Regions from separate parts of the Hordeum vulgare genome. Here region 2 is linked to region 1. Evidence: chromatin contacts called from public Hi-C data. All regions are on one chromosome and are shown on one strand. Each heading gives the region's core, a stretch centred on a gene start, on an enhancer-like site or on the middle of the called end of the contact. The rest is flanking DNA. Distances are from core to core; before and after follow the strand shown. Region 1 holds the start of LOC123426264 (CSC1-like protein ERD4). Region 2 holds the start of LOC123426268 (major pollen allergen Ole e 10-like).

What was found. Hi-C and Micro-C count contacts between places; a contact is called where the count stands out from the background.
Region 2: a Hi-C map of seedling shows a contact between it and region 1, with 4 times the contacts expected there. The contact joins the promoter of LOC123426268 here to the promoter of LOC123426264 in region 1. A contact is called at or near these places in 3 of 6 Hi-C or Micro-C datasets (leaf and seedling).

The regions. Positions count from the first base shown.
Region 1 is chr2H:355,520,281-355,526,497 of MorexV3_pseudomolecules_assembly, forward strand. LOC123426264 (CSC1-like protein ERD4) reads left to right here and starts at 3,645. Exons shown (of 7, transcript XM_045110062.1): 1 at 3,645-4,107; 2 at 5,164-5,309; 3 at 5,856-6,131. The coding sequence starts at 3,834.
Region 2 is chr2H:355,953,251-355,959,467 of MorexV3_pseudomolecules_assembly, forward strand. LOC123426268 (major pollen allergen Ole e 10-like) reads left to right here and starts at 2,479. Exons shown (of 5, transcript XM_045110067.1): 1 at 2,479-2,566; 2 at 3,661-4,367; 3 at 4,468-4,803; 4 at 4,971-5,001; 5 at 5,174-5,470. The coding sequence starts at 4,313. The coding sequence ends at 5,273. LOC123426267 (pentatricopeptide repeat-containing protein At4g21065) reads left to right here and starts at 192. Exons shown (of 1, transcript XM_045110066.1): 1 at 192-2,944. The coding sequence starts at 228. The coding sequence ends at 2,018. LOC123426266 (factor of DNA methylation 1-like) reads right to left here. Exons shown (of 7, transcript XM_045110065.1): 7 at 5,627-6,056. The coding sequence ends at 5,817.

The sequences.
Region 1 (6,217 bases), core at 2,395-4,894:
CCGAACGGACGGCAGCTCCGCGTTCAGCACACGTACAGCTCGACGATGATCTCGGCCTTCTTGATCCAGCAAGAGAGACGGAGAGGTAGATGAGTTCTCCGGCAGCGTGACGGCGCTCCGGAGGTTGGTGGTGATCTAATCTCAGCAGGGCTCCGCCCGAGCTCCGCAGAAACGCGATCTAGAGGTAAAACCGTGGAGATATGTGGTCGGGCTGCCGTGGCAAAGTTCTCTCAAATCAGCCCTAAAACCTCCGTATATATAGGTGGGAGAGGGGGGCCTTGCCTTGGGGCTCAAGGAGCCCCAAGGGGGTCGGCCGAGCCAAGGGGGGGAGTCCTCCCCTCCAAACCGAATCCAACTAGGTTTGGAAGGTGGAGTCCTTCCCCTTTTTCCCACCTCCCCTTTTTTCTCTTTGATTTTCTTCCTATGGCGCATAGGGCCTTCTTGGACTGTCCCACCAGCCCACTAAGGGCTGGTGCGCCACCCCCAAGGCCTATGGGCTTCCCCGGGGTGGGTTGCCCCCCGGTGAACACCCGGAACCCATTTGTCATTCCCGGTACATTCCCGGTAACTCCGAAAACCTTCCGGCAATCAAATGAGGTCGTCCTATATATCAATATTTGTTTCCGGACCATTCCGGAAACCCTCGTGACGTCCGTGATCTCATCCGGGAATCCGAACAACATTCGGTACCCAACCATATAACTCAAATACGCATAAAACAACGTCAAACCTTAAGTGTGCAGACCCTGCGGGTTCGAGAACTATGTAGACATGACCTGAGTGACTCCTCGGTCAATATCCAATAGCGGGACCTGGATGCCCATATTGGATCCTACATATTCTACGAAGATCTTATCGTTTGAACCTCAGTGCGAAGGATTCATATAATCCCATATGGCATTCCCTTTGTCCTTCGGTATGTTACTTGCCCGAGATTCGATCATCAGTATCCGCATACCTATTTCAATCTCGTTTACCGGCAAGTCTCTTTACTCGTTCCGTAATACAAGATCCCGCAACTTACACTAAGTCACATTGCTTGCACGGCTTGTATGTGATGTTGTATTACCGAATGGGCCTCGAGATACCTCTCCGTCATACGGAGTGACAAATCCCAGTCTTGATCCATACTAACTCAACGAACACCTTCAGAGATACCTGTAGAGCATCTTTATAGTCACCCAGTTACGTTGCAACGTTTGATACACATAAAGCATTCCTCCGGTGTCAGTGAGTTATATGATCTCATGGTCATAGGAACAAATACTTGACACGCAGAAAACAGTAGCAACAAAATGACACGATCAACATGCTACGTCTATTAGTTTGGGTCTAGTCCATCACATGATTCTCCCAATGATTTGATCCCGTTATCAAGTAACAACACTTGCCTATGGCCAGGAAACCTTGACCATCTTTGATCAACGAGCTAGTCAACTAGAGGCTTACTAGGGACAGTGTTTTGTCTATGTATCCACACAAGTATTGTGTTTCCAATCAATACAATTATAGCATGGATAATAAACGATTATCATGAACAAAGAAATATAATAATAACTAATTATTATTGCCTCTAGGGCATATTTCCAACACATATGTTCATGAATATTAGAAGGATTTCCAAGAAACGAAAGTACCTGGTAATTTAATTGACGTGCGTGTGCTCCAGTAACTGGTCTAGTATGTATAGCAGCAGGGGCTATGGGTGTAACAATGGTATTGATGTCCTCATCAATGAGTCTTACCGGTTTGGTCAATAGACAATCAATCTAAAGAAATCCTCGGCATGATATATTTGTTTTTGTTTTTTAGGGAATACTTTTTCATAAATTGATCCACACAAGACAATTATAAGACCGTTAGAGTAACTCCAACATAGCGGCCCAAATTGTTCTCTCGCGTCCGTTTGGGTCAACGCGGCCGAAAGTGAAGGCCCAATGCGTCGACCTAAAGTCAAAACACGTCCGCGAGGACCCATTTCAGGCCCAAAAATACGCTGAAATGCGTCGGCGCGGATGCGGCGCGCGCCTTCTCATGTCCGCGCTCGTCCACACATGGCACCCGGTCAAAGTTGGCGTCGTCTTTATTAACGACGACCGCCTACCGCAGGCCCACGCATTAGCGACCCAAAATCGTCCTTTTTAATCCAAGCGTGCCGGGGGGGGTCATCCTGTTTTTAAAGTCGCCCCATCCCCATCTAGCCACCTGTGCTCACCCGTCGGCGGCAAACCCTAGCCACCACCATCACGAGGTTCTTCTCCATGAAATACAAGGGCAAGTCCCCCGCCGTCCTTGTCCGCGCGCCGGAGTCTTACCTTTCGCCTCGCCAGCGGGTCAACGTGCTAGTGCATCAGCCGAGGTGGCACTGGGAGAACCGTGTCCCTCTCGCCTACGCCAATATCACGCTGCCGCACGACTCGCACTTGGGTCCGGAGAGGATCCCAGTGCGAGCGGTGCCGCGGTCGGTGCAGACGCATGCGAAGGAGGTGAGGCGCCGACGGGAGCAGCTGACACCAGAACAGCAGCGCAACCCGTCTACGCTGCAGACTCCCCGACTGGCATGCGTGTTTCGCGTGGAAGCACGAGGAGCAGCGCCGACATGGCATCCGTGACGTGGTGGCTGGACCGCCGCCGCCCCTCATCGTGCGTGAAGAAGACCAGGAGGCGGAGGCGGCTTACCAAAACGCGTTGGCGACCGTCCTGCGTGTGAGCGAGGAGGAGGCGCACCTCAAGAAGGAGGAGGAGGCCTACGAGAAGCAGCTGGCAGAGGGCATTGCGCTCTCCGCTGCCAACGACATAGTCCTGCCGCCGTTGGCCCCGCCGTCCCTCGCCGCCGGCCTTGCCATCCCCCGTCTCAGGCTGGAGGTGTACGCCTGGGACGGGGTGGTGCGCGAGTAGGTCAGCGCGCCACCGATTTGGTTGGGTGCGACGTCGGAGCAGGAGGTGGCCCACCTGGAGCACTGACGACAGCGGCGGGTTTGGGAAGAAGGCGCACATGCCCGGCGGATTGAGCTCATGGATCGCGAGGCCGAAGCAGAGAGGAGGAGTGACATGCTGCCCACCAAGCGTCGGTGCAACCACCGGCGGACGATGTCGTCGCCGCGTGGGAGACGACCTTCCGTGGGGTGGCCCGGCGCCGACGCTCATCGACCTCACCGACCCCGAAGACGAGGAGGAGGAGGGCACTTAAGGCAACACGTCTCCTTGTTTTTAGTTTATTTAATTATGTTTATTGTGATGTGGATTATCACCGTCCTCGCATGCTGACATTTATGTTTAATTAATGATTTTTATATTTTTTGAAATGTTTGATTCGCGTCGCCTAAAAATGATCGCTGACCACATTAAACGCAAACATCGATTCAATCAAAAAACGGACACGAATGTTCGTGAGACCGATCCAAACAAACAAAATACAAACAAAAGCGTCGTTCGTTTGAATCAACGTGTTGAAATTGTTTTTACACACGCATCATGGAGGCGAGGAAGGTGAATCCATGAAAGGGGGCAAAAAGGAAGGGATTCGAATAATTGGAAAGGAGAAGGTGGAAGAGAGAGAGACACGGAGGCAAGGGGCATTTCAGACATTTTGCTGATCTCCATGGTCCCATCCCCTTCCTCTTCTCCCTCCTGCCCCTTTCCTTTGTTCGGCAACCTCCACAACTCATAAACTCCCCACCACGCCAGCCATTCCACAGCACAGCAAAGCATCCAATGCTTACCCTTCCCACCCATTTACTACCCTAATGCCCTCCGCTAATCACTCCCTCCACTACCAAACCCCATCATAATCCCCCCGGAGGAGGAGCGGGGCTGCTGCGGCGGCGGGCGTGATGGACATCTCGTCGTTCCTGACGTCGCTTCTCACGTCCTTCGTCATCTTCGTCGTGCTGGTGCTGTTGTTCACGTGGCTCTCGCGCCGCCCGGGGAACGCGCCGGTGTACTACCCGAGCGTGCTGCTGCGGGGGCTCGACCCGTGGGAGGGGCGCGGGCGGGGCACGCGCAGCCCCGTCGGCTGGATCCGCCAAGCGTTCGCGGCGTCCGAGCCCGACGTCGTCGCCGCCGGCGGACTCGACGCCGCCGTCTACCTCGTCTTCCTCTCCTCCGGTACGGCCAAGCCAACCACGCTCTCCACTTCGTTTGTTTGCCCATGCCTTTGGTTGAGTTGGTTGTTTGGTTCCCAGATTGATTTGGTTGAGTACTTGTCTGTGCGTTTCCGTATTTTTTTTCGCTTCCACAAAAAATAATATTTCGTGCACAAAATATAAAATTAAGTCGTGCTACTGTGCTACGGAGTATGCTTTCCCTAATGAATCTGCTATATTCACGGAAATTGTTTTTTGAGACCGAGCTCCATAGAGGCCTTTAAATTCAAAGTTTAAATTTCGTGAAAATTCGTATTTTAACATTTCAAAATATTCTGAAAAAAATACATAGGTAGATGAAGGTACAATACATAAATGTATAAATCTTCAGAACTAAATACGTTGAAATGAAGGCTATGCGAAAAAGATAAATCTGAACCTTTTTAACACATACTATTCATCTTTCGAGACCATGAATTTGTCTTTTATGTACTGGTCGCGTCTCAAAGTATTTTGGCCTGAAATTTTACACACACGCGGATCACACACCTGTTTAGTTGTACAATTGTTTTCAGATTTTTTAAAATCAAAATTTTCGAATTTTGTTTTTTTCAAAAATTTCGGCCTCCATGGCTCCTGGGTGCCATAACGCCATTCTCAGTACTATACGAACATCTAGTATTTTCTAAAAATGTGTACCAACATGAAGATACGGCCGATTGTGTCAACTGCCAGAATGGCAATAACAAATCCTAATTGTTGCTATCAGTTTACTTTATATTATATATAAAATACTGCAAAGCAAAAGGTGTAGGACAAGCAAGAGCCATGCGTGTGCTTTGTTAAGAGGAGTTATCACCACCCGTCCCGAAGGCCGGGCCCAAGCGAGATAAAACTATCATGCATGGAGGGTTGCTCGAAGTATGAAATTTAGCATGTTATAAACTGCTTAGTCTGTAGTGCAAAGAGTTAATGCTAGGATGCGTTTTGGGTCAGATATAGGTAGGTAGATATATCATTCAGAGTGCTTGCTTGAATATAAAAATCTTATCAGAATTTTTGTTCTCTCGTGTTCCAGTGTTGGCAATCCTTGTGTTTTCCGCGATTGTGTTGCTTCCCGTGCTGTTACCAGTTGCTGGAACTGATCATGCCCTGGAGGATTCTACTGGCAGAGTGCCGCCCAACGTCACAGATTTTGAAAGATTAGCATTGGGCAATGTTAAAGTAAGTAATCCTCTTATCTGACCTTGATGACCTGTCTTTGTTGCCGCAAATAGGTCTATAGAATATTCCAATTATTCAGACTTCTGGAGACATTTTCATGCTTGATCTGCCCATAACCAGGTGGATGATTGGCTCCATAAAATGTACCGTACATATCGTTATGTAGATGAAACGCATAATTTGGCACATTATTAGATATTTGTATTGTCAGAATCAGTATCTGTCTCGTTGCTGTCCTATTAGGAGCCATTAGGTCCATCACTTCTGAAGTTTTGACTGAACTGAAATTCTGCTGCGGGATAAGTATTCCTTGTTTCTACAGTGTTTATACAGTTTAACAGTTGTTGCTGTAATCACCTGTTGCACAATTGTTATCTGCGGATTCATAATAACGTGAACTTTGGTTGAAAATGGTAATATTGAGAACTGCAGTAGCTGGAGTTCTTCTCTATAGAAACGTACAGTCTATAAAGAGGACTGCCAGATTGCAATCACAGGCACTCGCTGTCACAACCAAACTCAGTAGTGTCTTGATATTTTCTCCAGGACGAAAGTGCGAGGCTGTGGGCATTTATATTTGCAGTCTATTGGGTCTCCTTTGTCACCTATTTCATACTATGGAGATCCTACAAGCATGTTTCGAATCTGAGAGCAGCTGCGCGATCAACATCAGACGTTAAACCAGAGGAGTTTGCCATGTTGGTGAGAGATGTTCCTGTTCCACCTCCTGATCAAACTATAAAGGACTCGGTGGACTCGTATTTTCGAGCACTTCATCCTGACACATTCTACAAAGCAATGGTTGTGACAGACATCAAGAAGGTACTGCAACTCAGAGGTTCTTTAGGGCAGTTCCGCCCTTTGTTTATTATTTGTGGCATGTGTCTTATTTTCCCCGTACATGATAA
Region 2 (6,217 bases), core at 1,229-3,728, 430 kb after region 1:
AGTCATTATTGCTGGATTCATATTTGAAAGATGTTTTCAATGATACAATTTTTATGGTATATAATTTATTTTTTGGTGTTAAATCAAATGTTAAAGTTTGACTTAAAATACAAGGGGACTAGTAAACTACAGTACAAAAAAAAACTACTACAGTGTACACCATTTTCGTTGCGCCGCCTTCCCTCCCAAAAGCAACCACGAACCCCTACCGGGCGCAGGGCATTGCCATGCGCGAGGCAATCGCTCCCGCACCTTCCACGCACCCGGCGCTGCGCCACTGCGTCGCGCTCCTCCGCCTCCACCTGCCGTCTCCCTCCGTCGCTGCCGCCAAGCAGATTCACGCGCGCGCTCTCCGTGCGGCTGGCGTGCCCCTCTCCCACCCTCTCCTCGCCAAACACCTCCTCTTCCACCTCGCTTCTCTCCGCGCCGGCCCTCCACCGCTCCTCTACGCCGTCACTGTCCTCTCCTGCCTCCTCCCCGACCCGGACCCTTTCTCCCTCAACACGGTCCTCCGCATCGCCGCGTCCTCGGCGCACCCACGCATCGCGCTCGCGCTCCACCGCCGCCGCCTCGCGCCGCCCGACACGCACACCTACCCGCCGCTCCTCCAGGCCTGCACGCGCCTCCTTGCACTTCGCGAAGGCGAGAGCCTCCACGCCGAGGCCGCCAAGAACGGCCTAGTGGCGCTCGTGTTCGTCAAGAACTCGCTCGTCCACCACTATGGCGCGTGCGGCCTCTTTGAGAGCGCCCACAGGGTGTTCGACGAAATTCCGGTGCTGGAGCGGAACCTCGTCTCCTGGAACTCCGTGATGAACGGGTTTGCCGCCAATGGGAGGCCGAACGAGGTATTGACAATCTTCCGGGAGACGTTGGAGGCGGACCTCATGCCGGATGGATTCACCATCGTCAGTGTTTTAACTGCATGTGCGGAGATCGGGGCGCTCACTCTCGGCAGGAGGGTGCATGTGTTTGCGTCCAAGGTTGGGTTAGTAGGGAACAGCCATGTCGGCAACGCGCTGATTGATCTGTATGCCAAGTGTGGCGGAGTTGAGGATGCATGGAAGGTGTTTGAGGAGATGGGGGTGGCAAGGACCGTGGTCTCGTGGACGTCACTGATCGTGGGTTTGGCAGGGAATGGGTTTGGGAAGGATGCCCTTGAGCTGTTCGGTCTGATGGAGAGGGAGAGGCTTATCCCAACTGATATCACTATGGTAGGAGTGCTGTATGCTTGTAGCCACTGCGGGTTGGTCGACGATGGGTTTCGATATTTCAATGAGATGCAGGACAAGTATGGCATAGCACCAGGGATCGAACACCTTGGATGTATGGTGGATCTGCTGGGAAGAGCTGGAAGAGTTGAGGAAGCGCACAATTATATCACCACGATGCCAATGGAGCCCAACGCTGTTGTGTGGCGGACATTGCTAGGTGCTTGTGCTATGCACAAGAAGTTGGAACTCGGGGAGGCTGCTTGGGCACGGCTGGTTGAGCTTGATCCTGGGCACAGCGGCGATTATGTCCTCCTCTCAAATCTGTATGCTGCTGTTGGGAGGTGGGCAGATGCCCATGTGCTTAGGAAGACAATGGCTACACATGGAGTGAGGAAAAACCCAGGGCATAGCCTTGTGGAGCTCCGCAACTCTGTGTATGAGTTCGTTATGGGCGATAGATCACATCCTGAGAGTGATCAGATATACCAAACGCTAGCCGAGATAGCTGAGAGATTGAGGTGCCAAGGTTACGTCCCCCGCACAAGCAATGTATTGGCAGATATAGAGGAGGAAGAGAAAGAGACTGCTTTAAACTACCATAGCGAGAGGCTGGCCATTGCCTTTGCCTTGCTGAAGAGTCTTCCTGGCTCTCCTATCAGGATAGTGAAGAACTTGAGGATGTGTGGAGACTGTCATTTGGTAATTAAGCTAATATCTAAGGTATATGACCGTGAAATCATTGTTAGGGATCGCAGTAGGTTCCACCATTTCAAAGGGGGGGAATGTTCATGTAAAGATTATTGGTAGTTGATTCATGTATTGATTGACAGTGATGAATGCAATGTTTATGAGGTTCCGTGCCGTATAATCAGGGGAATGGCGGTGTCTTATGGTTGCAGAACAGTTCTGTAGAACTTCATTTGTTGACAGCTCATGTTTTGACTCAACCACAGCATATGGTTTCTGTTGCACATGACTACTGCAGTGAAAGCATTGGGGCAACCTCATCTATTACAGCCTTACAGGTCGCTGCAATCTTAGTCTTGGTCTAACTCATTAGATGTCTAGTGGAAAAAATAAGCTTCAGGACATGGCACATCAGGAAGCAAGGTTGAAGCTGGATACTGCTAGCACCACTCTAGCATTGGAAATATTATGATGAAAATTTCCAAGTTCTGGTTGCATAACAAGTTCTGTAGAAGTTCAGATGTCGACACATCTGTTGATTCAACCACAGTATCCAATTTCTGAAAGGAAGTGTGGGGGTAACCTCATCTATTATTCTCATATCTAGTCCCAACTTACAAAATGTGGAAGCGGGAAACAGAAGCAACCAGAGATACAGCAGAAATCAGGTTTGGAGCTGATACTGCTAGTATATGCTACAATTCTAATGCTGCACCTCTTGCCTATCGTATTTCAGAAATTGCTACTCTAAAATAGTCTGCATGGTCAAAGACTCTACCAGCTTCCAGCGGTGTTCTAACTGCTTGGCTGCCCTGCTTTACTAGGCGATCCTAGAAAAAGAATACAAGCAAGAAAAGTACAACGACACGAGCCATATTTTGTTTTCTGAACAGACAATGACATGAGGCATGTTTTTCGGGTGGTCCTGTAACTAGTATTATTGGTATGTGTGTAAGATACCAAAATGGCACCTCTCCCATGAATCCATTCTTTCTGAGGATGTGCGAGTTACAGACTTTTTGAATATATTTGAGTACTTTTAGTTATCCATATGTAACCAAAATTAATCATTTCAGTGGAGACAAAACTGAGATATGACTGTTTGCCAGACTGCGATTCGAAATCTACATTCCAACAAACACAGTTGTAGTTACTTGCAGGCTTCCCTTGTGTGACAAGTATTCGCTGTAGATTTGCATGTGAAAAGTAGGTCCGCAGGACATGATCAGGTTGTGTTTTGACGATGCCTTTTTCAGTAAATGAATGCAAGACCCTATATATTGTCTAAAGATACAAGTTTCTTCATGACAAACATCAAAGGTAGGTTAGCCCAATATTATAGTTATAAGTCCTCTTTAAACTTTATAGTTGGTGTTGCTTTGTTCCATATGTCTCAACTCATTGGGATCACCACTGATGGTTTCTGCTAGTATAGTTTCCATTCTCAAAGAAGTTTCTGGCACCACTTTGTGCCAGTGGTTTCTTGTTAAGCTTATAAAGTTTCTCGCATGTGGCGGTGGCTGAGCCAAATTGAGTTCTCGCCAGCTACTAGCAGGGAATGAGGATTGGCCTGTTGGGCGACCGAGCTGAGGAGCCTTGTATCAGTTTTTCTTTTTCACTCCTAGCTGCTCCATTCTATTTAGTATGCTATGTTACCTGTCCTGTTTATCTGTTTCACTGCAGCTTGCTTGTTTTTTCAAGCCTTGTTACTTCCCTTATATATATGCTTCAGCATGTCATTTGTTCCATTGGCACTTGGCAGGTGGTGTAGGTCAGTCAAGGCAATCTGGTTCACCAAACCTCATTCATTAGGCTTGAGTCTAGCTTTGTAAAGTGAATGGAGGTTCTTCCCTTAATCCACAAGAAAAGCTTTTGCTCGTGAAGCTCCGACACATTCTACCATGAAACAGCAAAAAAAGTAAAGGTAACACAGCATGCACTTGGCCCCTTTGAGAGATCTCGTGGAATCCATTGCCTGGTTTCCTTTTGTCCCTTTAGAAATCATGGCCATGCATGCATATCTCCACCGCATGGCAGCAGAATCTATGGTTTCCTGGCCTTCAAGTCATCCGATATTCTCGGTGTTGTTTTATATTCATAAAGGCATCTGATCTGCATTGGTCTACACAGCACACGCAAGCCGCTCTCTGCCATGGCCATAAGTATGCACCATGCACGGTGAGCAACCTGGGGACTTTTTTTGGTTCATGAGTTGCTTAGTGACTCGAGTAGTGAACTGAAATCCAGTGGCCTTTGCATGGACAGTAGCTTCTTTCCTGTTGACACAGGCGCTCTTCGCTCAGACTCCCATTATATTCCCTAAGGCTTACACAGGGGAGGGAGGGAAAGAGACGGGTCAGAGAGAGAGAGAGAGAGAGAGAGAGGTCTTCTTTTGAGTTAGTTTTGTTTCACACATGAAGAGAGAGGAGCTGATCATGAAGGGTCTTTTGATCCTTGCGTGCTTCATTGGTGAGTTACACCACATATATGCATGTCTCTTGTTTCCTTTGCCCGTGCCTTCTTATGTTACTTGCTCTACCCTGTCATTTGAACGCTGCTGTGTGATCAGTGTGTGTGGCAGGCGCGCCGCAGGAGAAGGCGGAGTCGACCACCCCGATCCCTACCCTGTCTCCTCCGGAGGGAAACACGAGCTTCATCGACGGTGTCACCTGGTGCGTCGCGCGGCCGGGCGTCCCCCAGGAGGACCTCCAGAATGCGCTGGATTGGGCGTGCGGCCAGGGCGCCGCCGACTGCTCGCCGCTGCAGCCGGGCGGGCATTGTTACCAGCCCAACACACTCCTGTTGCACGCCTCCTACGCCTTCAACATCTTCTACCAGCAGAACGGCAATTCCGACATCGCCTGCAACTTCGGCGGCGCTGGAACCATCACCAAGAGGGACCCAAGTAAATTTCTCCTCTTTTTTTTTTTGAAATATATCTTCTGCTCCATTCCATCCATCAGCGGACGTAGAGTACTTACTCTTGATAAGTCGGTGGCGGAGCTACATATTTTTATTTTAATGATGAATTGTTCGGTGGTGTGACCTTTTTGCTGTCTGTCTGCTTGCTAGGTTTCGGGCTATGCAAGTTCCTGGCATCTGAGTGAGTCTACTTCACACTTCACACTTCACACTTCACACGTACTACTATAGTATACTAAAGGCACTCCAGTTTGGAACACATGAATTTCACAAGAAATCACACGGAAACGCAACTTACTGTTCAGTTATTGTACTAAGTAGCAATATTAAGTGCTTCTGCTGGGCTGGTGCAGGACTTCTGCTGCTTCAGCGCTCATGTTGACGAGCATGAGGATGATCTGTGCTACGTTTCTGACCGTGCTTCAGCTCAGAGTTTTCCAAGCTGTGTACTGAGCGCCATGTGTCGGTGGCTGTGAAGGGATGGCTTTGGTGTGGTGCTACCAAAGTATAGTATGTAATGCAATGCTATGGTGGTTTCCACTTTTTGCACTTATGTAAGGAGCTTTTTTCTGTAATTTTACAAGGACATGCCTTCCGAGTACATATTTGTATTTCATTAAAGGTGATCGAATGCAAACTGAATACAGGAAGTGCCAACTGCCACCTTTTCTCCTCAGCGTTCCATCTCAGATTTACAGAAATACTCCCTCCGTCCCGCTTTTGGAACCTAACATAGCTTCCAAAAACATCTGTCTTATATTGTGGAACGGAGGGAGTGTCACATAAGTTAGATGTTCATACATATCTCAGTAAGTTGAACCAAAGCTAGTTCTGATGTATTCCTCTAAAATATCCAATGGTTTTCTAAAACCCTCGCCGCAATTGTGTTTTTTGAGTTTTTGCAATTAACTGAGCATCAAGTGCTGTTACTAAGATACAATTTTACAGGGCCACAGGCCATAAACTATAGCTAGGACTTGGAGACGTCGATCACACTCAGCGGCAGTATGTTCTCTTGCCCTTACTCGCCTTCCACTGCTTGAGAATGTACGCTACTGCCTCATCAAGCGGCGCTCTCCGGTTCTCCTTGAAGTTCCACAGCGCGGGGACGGGGTACCTGCCGCTGGGGTTGTTTTCGTTCAACTCAAGAAGGGCCTTGACCACAACATCGTGGGCCTCCTGCCCCAGCTCTTCTTTCAGGGCTTGCAGCTTCTCATCGTCTTCCTTGACTATTTCCTGCACCATCAAACATCTATCAGAATCATAGGCTGCAAATTCATAACAGTGGTTTCATTACTGGAACAAGGATTCAAATCAGGATAGCAGTGTATCCAGTTGAAATTCAAATACTACTTCCGTTTTTTTCCTTTCTTTCCTGAAAATCTAACAGTCAATTC